Regions from separate parts of the Rattus norvegicus genome. Here all the other regions are linked to region 3. Evidence: chromatin contacts called from public Hi-C data. All regions are on one chromosome and are shown on one strand. The core of a region is the stretch at or near the end of the contact, and the rest is flanking DNA. Distances in the headings are between cores, read along the strand shown. Region 1 overlaps Pax8 (paired box 8). Region 2 holds the start of Psd4 (pleckstrin and Sec7 domain containing 4). Region 3 has its middle 93 kb from the start of Pax8.

Region 1 (2,702 bases), core at 62-2,561, 150 kb before region 3:
CTCTACATCTGCTGACCTTTAAGACAGCAAGTGTTAATCATTTATCCCCCCCGCCTATCTGATCATCAAAGATTAACTCCTCTCTAGCCTTTCCTCCTCCTCTGGCCTCACCTTTGAGTTTCTAGCCAGAAAAATGATGGCTTCTTTCTCCTACTTCTCATGACTGCTTTGACCTTTAACACTCTCACTTTAGGCAACAGAGAACAGCTACACCCAGAACCTCCAAAACTGAGCGCAATGAGTGACTCAGGTGCTCTCTGGCCTCGCCTAAATAATGGCAGGTCAGATCACGCTCTTCCAAACACACAAAAGAATTGTACTCCTGGTGGGCCAGAAGGGTTCTGGACTTGAGGGACTCCCAGCAAGCTCCACACGAAGGTCCTCTTAGTACCATCAGCACCACTGTCTTTGCCCTTTCTGGCTAAATGTGGACTTGAACACATCTGTCTTGGAATTGAACGTGTCTGGCTAACAGCATGGGTAAGTCCCCTGCAGGTCATTTCTGGGACTGTAAGATATGAGAAGGAGGGAAGGGGTTTTAGGAAATGGATGTCTGTAAAACTGGACATCTTTGAGACCACTCCACTCCTTCTCTCTGGTTCAGACTTGCTCTGACAAGGGGCCACCACTTGACAAGGGTCTAATGGGGCCACCACTCAGGAAGGCTCTAAAAGAATTCCATTGTGCTCTTATTTTCCTCAAAATCTTCCTCAGACAGTTGAGGGACCCAGGGGTGAAAAGGTAGCCTCAAAACTCACTGAAACTCACTTTTCAGATATAAACCCTGAATATTATTCATTTCTCAAGTCAAATATAAGGAAATGGGTGGAAGAAAGCCTTTGTGGTGACTCATGACTGTCTTCAACCTGTTTAGATAACCAATGAGCAAGATGTCACCTTGGCCTCAGTTCCCAGGAAGGAGAGTAGCTAGCAGTCTGCTCCTGAACGGTGCCTCCTGGCCTTGGCTTGAATGTAGCTTAGCCTTTCTCAACCCTTGACCTTCAAGGCCTGATTCCCAAATTTTACACAAAATGAAATTTGAACAGACATGCTGTGGGAAGGACATTTATAAAAGAGGTAGAAGGTTCGACCTTCTGTTCTCCCCCCTAAACCTACCAGCTACTGTGATCTGCTGCTGATTTCTTCTGTGACGACTGCCATCTCTCTAGACGTACCTTCCAACCTGGGGCCTCCCAGCTCTTTTGGCCTGGCTTCGTTCCCCTCCCCCAACCCTCCCCTGGACAAACCCAGGAACTTACTCAGCAGGCTGGAGTTGGGGAAGCGCCAGGCCTCACTGTAGGAGGCGTACGGGGTGTGGCTGTAGGCATTGCCAGAATACTCACTTCCTGTTGGAGCACACAGGCAAGAGAACTGTGAGGTTCATGACAACTGTACAGGGATTGGGACAGGGACACAGATCTGTGGGACTGACAAGACCGAGTCCAAGAATGAGTGGCACTGGACAGTGAAGCTCAGGAGGCCCCACAGTATGGGTCACTTTGAGCAGCTCCTTCGTACACTGCAGTCCCCAAGAGCCCCCCCCTCCCCAGAGGCAGACATCATAATCTCCATTTTCCAGGTAAAGTGAGGCTCCAGAAACTCACACAAGTTGAAATCTGAGGTAGTGTGGAAACTGCCAAAACTATAGACATTGAGCCAGATTCCAATCGCACTGTGTCGGCTGCTTGTACTTTCTACAGATGAAACTTTCCAGAGGAGCCCATGACAGGGAGAGGGGCTGGTGGTGAAGGAGGGGGCCAACCCTCAGGAAAGCTGAGCTCTTGCTTTAGGCAGACTCAGCCCATGAATTCATATGATGTATGCTGGGCTCCTTTCTCTGTGAGCTAATCTTTGGCTTTCCCAAAAGAACCAAAGACTTTACTGAAGAATTCCCTTCCACAACAGCAAACGGGTGAGCTGACTACTCCACCTATCATTTGGTTTGAAGCTTACAAAGCTCTGCCTTTTCCGTCTCTCCCAACCAGCCCCGTGACTGAGGAAGAAGCTCATCTGCGCGTGCACTGCAGACCGGCGATGGAGCATGAACTTGATGTTAGAACTCTTGATCCTAAATGTCAGGTGATTCCTTCGAGCATTTGCCAGATGACTTCACTTACAAACCCAGTCAGATTCTAGTCAACTTTATATTCAAAAATGTTTAGTCTCTCAGAACTCATCTGTGATTGTGAGCTAAATGCCCTGGCTTTTTACGTGACTTCTTATCTCCCTCCTTCAGACTCTGGATGAAGATTTAAAACTCCTCAGCTCTGGACTTGGCTCTCTCTCTCTCTCTCTCTCTCTCTCTCTCTCTCTCTCTCTCTCATGCGTGTGTGTGTGTGTGTGTGTGTGTGTGTGTGTGTGTCTTTCTCCCATGCCTTACTTCCTTTGCCTATTATACAGGGCAAACTCTTGTCTGTATCTCATGGGATTTTGGTGAACATTAAATGAGATAGGGAATAGTAAATGCTTAGAATCATGCTCTTGATAAAAGCAGTATCAATAAATGTTGGTTTCTTTTTATTCCTGAAACAGGTACAAAAAAAAAAAAAAGTTCAGTGGATGCTCAGCTCAGCCACACAAACTTAGAGCCTGGGCTGGGCGAGCAGTGCTTCCTCATTGTGGAGGAGTAGTCATGTGTATATAAGGAATGGAAGCCTGAGGTAGGGGAGCTTCATGAGCTCTCAATGTGTCTGGGGCCTCCA
Region 2 (2,700 bases), core at 105-2,604, 200 kb before region 3:
GCGAAGCCCCAAGGTGTTTTTTATAGGACTGTCTGAACTGCCGAGACTCAAGCCAGGTTCCAAGGCTTAGGGTGGTTTTCTTTGAGTTACTTGTAATCCAGCCCCATATGCATTCAGGAGTCTCAGGGACTTGAGAGGAGTCTATAGGCCCATGCACTCCCACTTAGGGAGCTCCCTCCTTGGTTAGAATTTTCCACTCTTAGAGAAATTCCCACCTCCAGCAGCCCTACACACACACTCAGCATGCTAATCTGCCAGGTGGGCTGCAGCTTTTGATGTGTGTGGTTCCTTCTCCCATCTCATAGAGGCCACTCACTGTGTGGCATGCTCACAGGAGATACACAAGAATTAGTTCAGAGCCCTTCACAATTTATACCTTTTCATCAGCATGTCTCAAAACAGCAAAGCAGCTGGCAGGAGCATGCCTTTAGGTCCCAAGTCTGTCTGTCTGTCTGTCTGTCTGTCTGTCTGTCTCTCTCTCTCTCTCTCTCTCTCTCTCTCTCTCTCTCTCTGTGTGTGTGTGTGTGTGTGTTATGTGCTTATTTTGTGGTCACTTACCCACTTCCTATCTTGAAGCTTGTGAAGATTAAATGTGTTAACACACATACTTTATAACCTGGAACCCAGCACGCCACACATATTACCTGTGGTTGTTGCTTAAAGCACAATTTGTCAGCCGTGTTTCAGGCAATTAGTTTTTCCAAACTGTAAGTTTCTAGGGCAGCTAAAATGTGACCGGATACACAGAAAACACTTCATTCAAATTTCCAGTCTATGTCCTATCTAGAGTGATGGGAATACACTCTGGATGGCGCCAGAGAGAGAGAGAGCTATTGAAAATACAGAACTTCTTGCAAAATGTCAGTCCATGTCTAAGATTAAGTTTGGGAAAATGTCTTTGCATTTCCAGTCGCAGCTGTTTGCCAGCATGTCCCCAATCACAGTGGGTCAACAGTTGCAACACAGATGAAACTCTGAGCTCCAATAATGATTCTTTGCTTGTATCTACTAAATGAGTAAGAAATAATGGATTTGTGGGGATGCTTAATTATTATCCCATTTGGGGCAGCTTGTGCGGATCTGGCCAGTTTCTGGTATATGTGCTTGACAAAATCAACTAAATGGGGTGGAGGAGCGCGGCTCTGTGAGCGGGTTGAGTCCGGCCCAAGCCCGCCGCCCAGCCCAGCGCCCTGGTCAGACCAGTCGGACGGCTTCGCTCTAGCCTGTCCCGCCCAAACCTCCGATCGCCGCCCTCCCGGAAACCCGGTTCAGCGCTGCGCCTCCCCGCAGCCCTCGCGGCTCCGGCCGGCTCCTGGGCCCGGAGCCAAAGGGGCGCCCGGGCTGCCGGAGCCCAGCGGGACGTGGAGACAGGCACATGCGAAGGGCTCGGCTGCAGTGGCAAGAATTCGATCTGACGTCCTCCTGAAGGTGTCTCCACTGTGGCTGCGCCGTGCACCGGTCAAGACTAGCAGGTGAGCACCTGAGGAGAGCCCACTGGGGCCAGAACGTCCAGGACTAGAGGTCTGAGTAGGGGAGAAGTTGTAGGAGGCTCGATAGCTAGCAGGGACCCCAAGAATAAGGCCTAACTGACGAGATAAAGTTTAGTTGAGCCCCACTGATCAATCCTGGTATGGGGTTTCTTCGACTGCTGGAGCCCTCGGTAAAGCAGGAGCCTTTAAAGATGTTCTCTGGTGACTGTGATGACGTCTGAGGTGCTCCTCCCAGATGACACATGTTTACTGGGAGCTTAAGGGCTGGCCCCAGGAAGGTGCTGATATCTTGGAGAACCGCAGCTCTTTCCCACATGGTTGGCACTGGCCCTTCTCCTGAGCTCTTCTGGTTATGTCTGTCCAGAAAACAGCAGACATTCTTGGGAAGGTAAACATAATCCATTCAGGTGATAAGTCACCTTTCTTTCTGGTTCCTTTCGAGACTTAGGATTCAGCCTTACTTGTCCTTTCAGTAGAATGACAATGGAACCGGGGTGCGAATTATGCTGGGTTTTTCCAGGGTATAGGCCGGCTTTTGTTCCCCTAATATATGTGTCCACCAGTCCTCAGTTCACAACCTGTATGTCTAGGTCGTGAGGCCAGCATCAAATTCAAGTGCTGAATATCTCCATTCTCACTTGCCTGCAAACCTCATTAGCCCAGCCCCTTCCCCAAGCCCTAAGGTGATTGGATGTAATTAACATCTAATTGGATTTCTATGGTTCCTCTGCGGAGAAACACCTCAAGGTCAAGGTTAGTGAACAGGAAGTGAGTATTGTCTTCCCAGCATAGCCTTTTCTGTTCCTGTAGGGTCGTGGGAAGATTCCTTCCTTCCTTTATTCAATGGATACTCACTAAGCAGCAGCAGCTGCTGCCGCATACTTAGGCATTATGAACTCTCTTGCCTTATCTCGGGATGAGGAGAGATGTGACAGGAAAATGAGAGAAACTGTCCCTTGGCTAGAGAGGATGCAGCAGACATCCTAAGTAAGGTGGGGAAGTGCTACCATCTTCAAGGCCTACAAGTCTCCACAGAACAGTGATGGGGAGTTACAAACTTACTTCTAAGGCCTTAGAGCACTGCATGAATGAGGTGGGGAGGAGCCCTCAGAGAGCACTGAATGAATGAGTATGTCTAGGTCACCCTCCCTGAAGTCCCAAGAACATTTCTTTTGGTGTTGTTTAGATCTAAGATAGGGCTATGTCTTCC
Region 3 (2,700 bases), core at 37-2,536:
AAGATTAGGACGTGCAGACTGGAGAAGCTTTGGAATACAGCTGTGACATGAGTAGAGCCCTGCCTGGCTGCTGGACCACACAGCGCATGGATGAAGAGGCATTCGACGTGACTGAGAGTTTGCTACAGACCGCGTGGACCCTTGAGAGGCAAGGACTGCAAGATGCCAGGGAGGTCAGTGAAGTGGGTTACAACACCAAGATCCACACTGGACCAGATCCAAGCCCAGGGTACTGGCCTGAGAAGCCCAGGAGAGCCAGGGAGCTGAGTAAAGACAGAGGGACGGACAGAGGGACAGCTGGGAGTCATCAGGTCACTGCAGGGAAGATGGACAAAAAAAGGATCTTTTTTGGAGTAAGGTTGCTAGACAGAACCACCCCAAGACGGAAGCCAGTCACTAGTGACAATGTTTATTGAACTCAGGCCCTGTGCTACCTGCCTGGCATAAAATCTCCTTCCTTATTCCTTGTCATGATTTTTTCCGGCACTTAGTGCCACCTGAAATCCTTTCATAACCTTGTTTTATTTATTCCTGCTTTGTTTAGTCCACTTTACCACCCTCTGAAGAACAAGCACAGAAACTCTGTAACAGGCAACTCTGTTGCCAGGGGCCCATGACCAACAAAGAACTAAGTTGGGCTTAGAGCTCAGAACCTCCCAGGCAAAAGCTCTTACTCCTAAGAGGTCCTTGTGGGTGTTCAAAGAAGCTGGAGGCTATCAGAGAACTGTAAGGTCGGACTGCAAGGGAGCCACTCCACTCTCAGAGGCAGTGCAGGAGCCAGGGGAAGAAGAGGCTGTCAGTGCTTTAAGAATGCACTAGGCATGGGCTGGGGATTTAGCTCAGTGGTAGAGCGCTTACCTAGGAAGCGCAAGGCCCTGGGTTCGGTCCCCAGCTCCGAAAAAAAGAACCAAAAAAAAAAAAAAAAAAAAAAGAATGCACTAGGCAGACAGTTCTTCGTCTCCAGGGGAAGCATCATGGAACCTGTGCTTAGAACCACACCACTGAGTGATATCAAGATTTTCCTGGAGTGTTAGGTTTATGGGTAAGTGGACAAGAATGTGTCCTACGGTTGAAATGGCTGCCAGACAGTGTCCCTAAAGCTCCATGCAGCTGGTGGTGACTTCTGTTTCTTTATGCAGGAGCACCTGTGGGGAACCAGCCACGCTAACCTGTAGGTGCCATGATGTAAGCTCACAGTGGCATTGCAGCACTCACCAAAGCATGCCGAGTGCCACAGCTCATGATTTTCCTCAGGTCCTAGCACTAGTGTCAGATCTTGACCTTTGGCCCTTGAGTAAGTTGGTCAATAAAGACTGCTGCCGGGCAGGTTTCACCAGAGGGAGAACAACAGCCATAGGACAGTGGTACTCAACCTGTGGGTCACAACCCTTTTGGGTGTCAAATGACCCTTTCGGAAGGGTTACACATCAGATCTGCACACCAGATAGTTATACCACCATTCATAACAGTAGAAAAGTTACAGTTGTGAAGAAACAATGAGATAATTTTACGGTTGGTGTCGCCACATGAGGAACATTAGGAAGGTTGAGAAGCCCTGCCAGAGGGGAGCCCCTCCCACCCTGCACAGGTGGGCTTGTTCTCTTGTCCAGGCCCTCTTGAGACAGCCTTCAGATGAGATTGCACCTTTCCTGCCTTGGCTGCAGGAGCCCTCCGTCTTAGGGCTTCTTCTGGGAGACACCTTGTAGCGTTTTTCATAAGTTAAATGGTCTAAGCTGTAGATAAACATTGGAGGCCAGGAGGAGTGGTCTGGCAATCTCAGAAAGTGAAGGAAAGGAACATGAACACTCACTTAGCCCACAGTCATGTGCCCAAAGAGATGCTCACCGTGCAGAATGTTACCAAGCATCTTCTATGACGTGCATCGTGTAACCCTCACAGCCCTCCCAAGACAGAGTCAGCAGCTCTCTTCAGTTGTAAGTGAAGGAATCACTTGGGAAATGTGTCCGTTTTCTCGAACTATGCATTCGGGCTGACATTTGGACTCCGCATTTAGGCCAGGCCTGAACTCTTTAGCCCATGTCGCCACGGCCTGGGAAGCAGGCCCATCCTGATCGTCAGTGGCCACTGGACTTCTGTTCGTCTTTGCCCCTTGTGTCCTGCCTTCCGTGTGGATGACTAGATTCTCCTCTCACTAAGACTCCTCTGCTACACATACATGCAGAGCCGTCTCTCCCTGGCACTGACTAACTTTTTCTAGGACACATCTTTCACGTGCCTACTGACGCCCAGAAGACCATATCCTACATGGCTGATACCTGGCTCTTTGAATATCAGATAGCAAGTGGGGGGTCAAGACTGTTCCTGAGGATGGAATGAGCTCAATTTGAACAGTTTCCCAGGGCCTGGGGGAGGCTTGGGAAATGCTGGTGGCTGGTCTGGTATCTTGGGAATGTGCTCAAAGGACCAGGGGATGTTTTTCCAACTTCTCTGTCCCCTCCCCATTGCTGGGCTGGTATTCTGGACACCCTGCCATTATTGGCAGACACAGAGGGGACAGTCACAGCCATTATTTTCTGTGTTCTTAGTGAAAATTTCGTTATGCAAAGCTCTGTCTTCACTGTCACTGCTTTAACCTTTTCAATTCTTCTAGAGAACTATTTTAACTGAGGAAAATGACATCCAGAGAATGAAGAAACACCCCCAGGAAATAACAAAGCCAGGGTCGAGATTCTTACTGTT

The links. Hi-C and Micro-C count contacts between places; a contact is called where the count stands out from the background.
Region 1: a Hi-C map of liver shows a contact between it and region 3, with 4 times the contacts expected there. The contact joins two enhancer-like sites. A contact is called at or near these places in 12 of 12 Hi-C or Micro-C datasets (the A7r5 cell line, the Rat2 cell line, Schwann cells and 7 more) and 1 of 1 datasets of contacts at active chromatin or transcription factors (oligodendrocytes).
Region 2: a contact with region 3 is called in a Hi-C map of hepatocytes, with 2.1 times the contacts expected there. The contact joins the promoter of Psd4 here to the enhancer-like site in region 3. A contact is called at or near these places in 7 of 12 Hi-C or Micro-C datasets (the A7r5 cell line, the Rat2 cell line, Schwann cells and 4 more).

Annotation. Positions count from the first base shown.
Region 1 is chr3:27,585,085-27,587,786 of GRCr8, forward strand. Pax8 (paired box 8) reads right to left here. Exons shown (of 12, transcript NM_031141.2): 11 at 1,260-1,346. Among named protein-coding and RNA genes, the nearest start is that of Psd4, 51 kb to the left of the region's middle. Within about 2 kb of position 1,312, at least 13 of the 93 cell types and tissues checked have an H3K27ac peak or open chromatin away from gene starts, as enhancers often do. A contact at or near this core is called in liver, where this site is marked.
Region 2 is chr3:27,534,086-27,536,785 of GRCr8, forward strand. Psd4 (pleckstrin and Sec7 domain containing 4) reads left to right here and starts at 1,355. Exons shown (of 19, transcript NM_001134881.1): 1 at 1,355-1,472; 2 at 2,011-2,243.
Region 3 is chr3:27,732,570-27,735,269 of GRCr8, forward strand. No RefSeq gene overlaps it. Among named protein-coding and RNA genes, the nearest start is that of Pax8, 93 kb to the left of the region's middle. Within about 2 kb of position 1,287, at least 8 of the 93 cell types and tissues checked have an H3K27ac peak or open chromatin away from gene starts, as enhancers often do. A contact at or near this core is called in hepatocytes and liver, where this site is marked.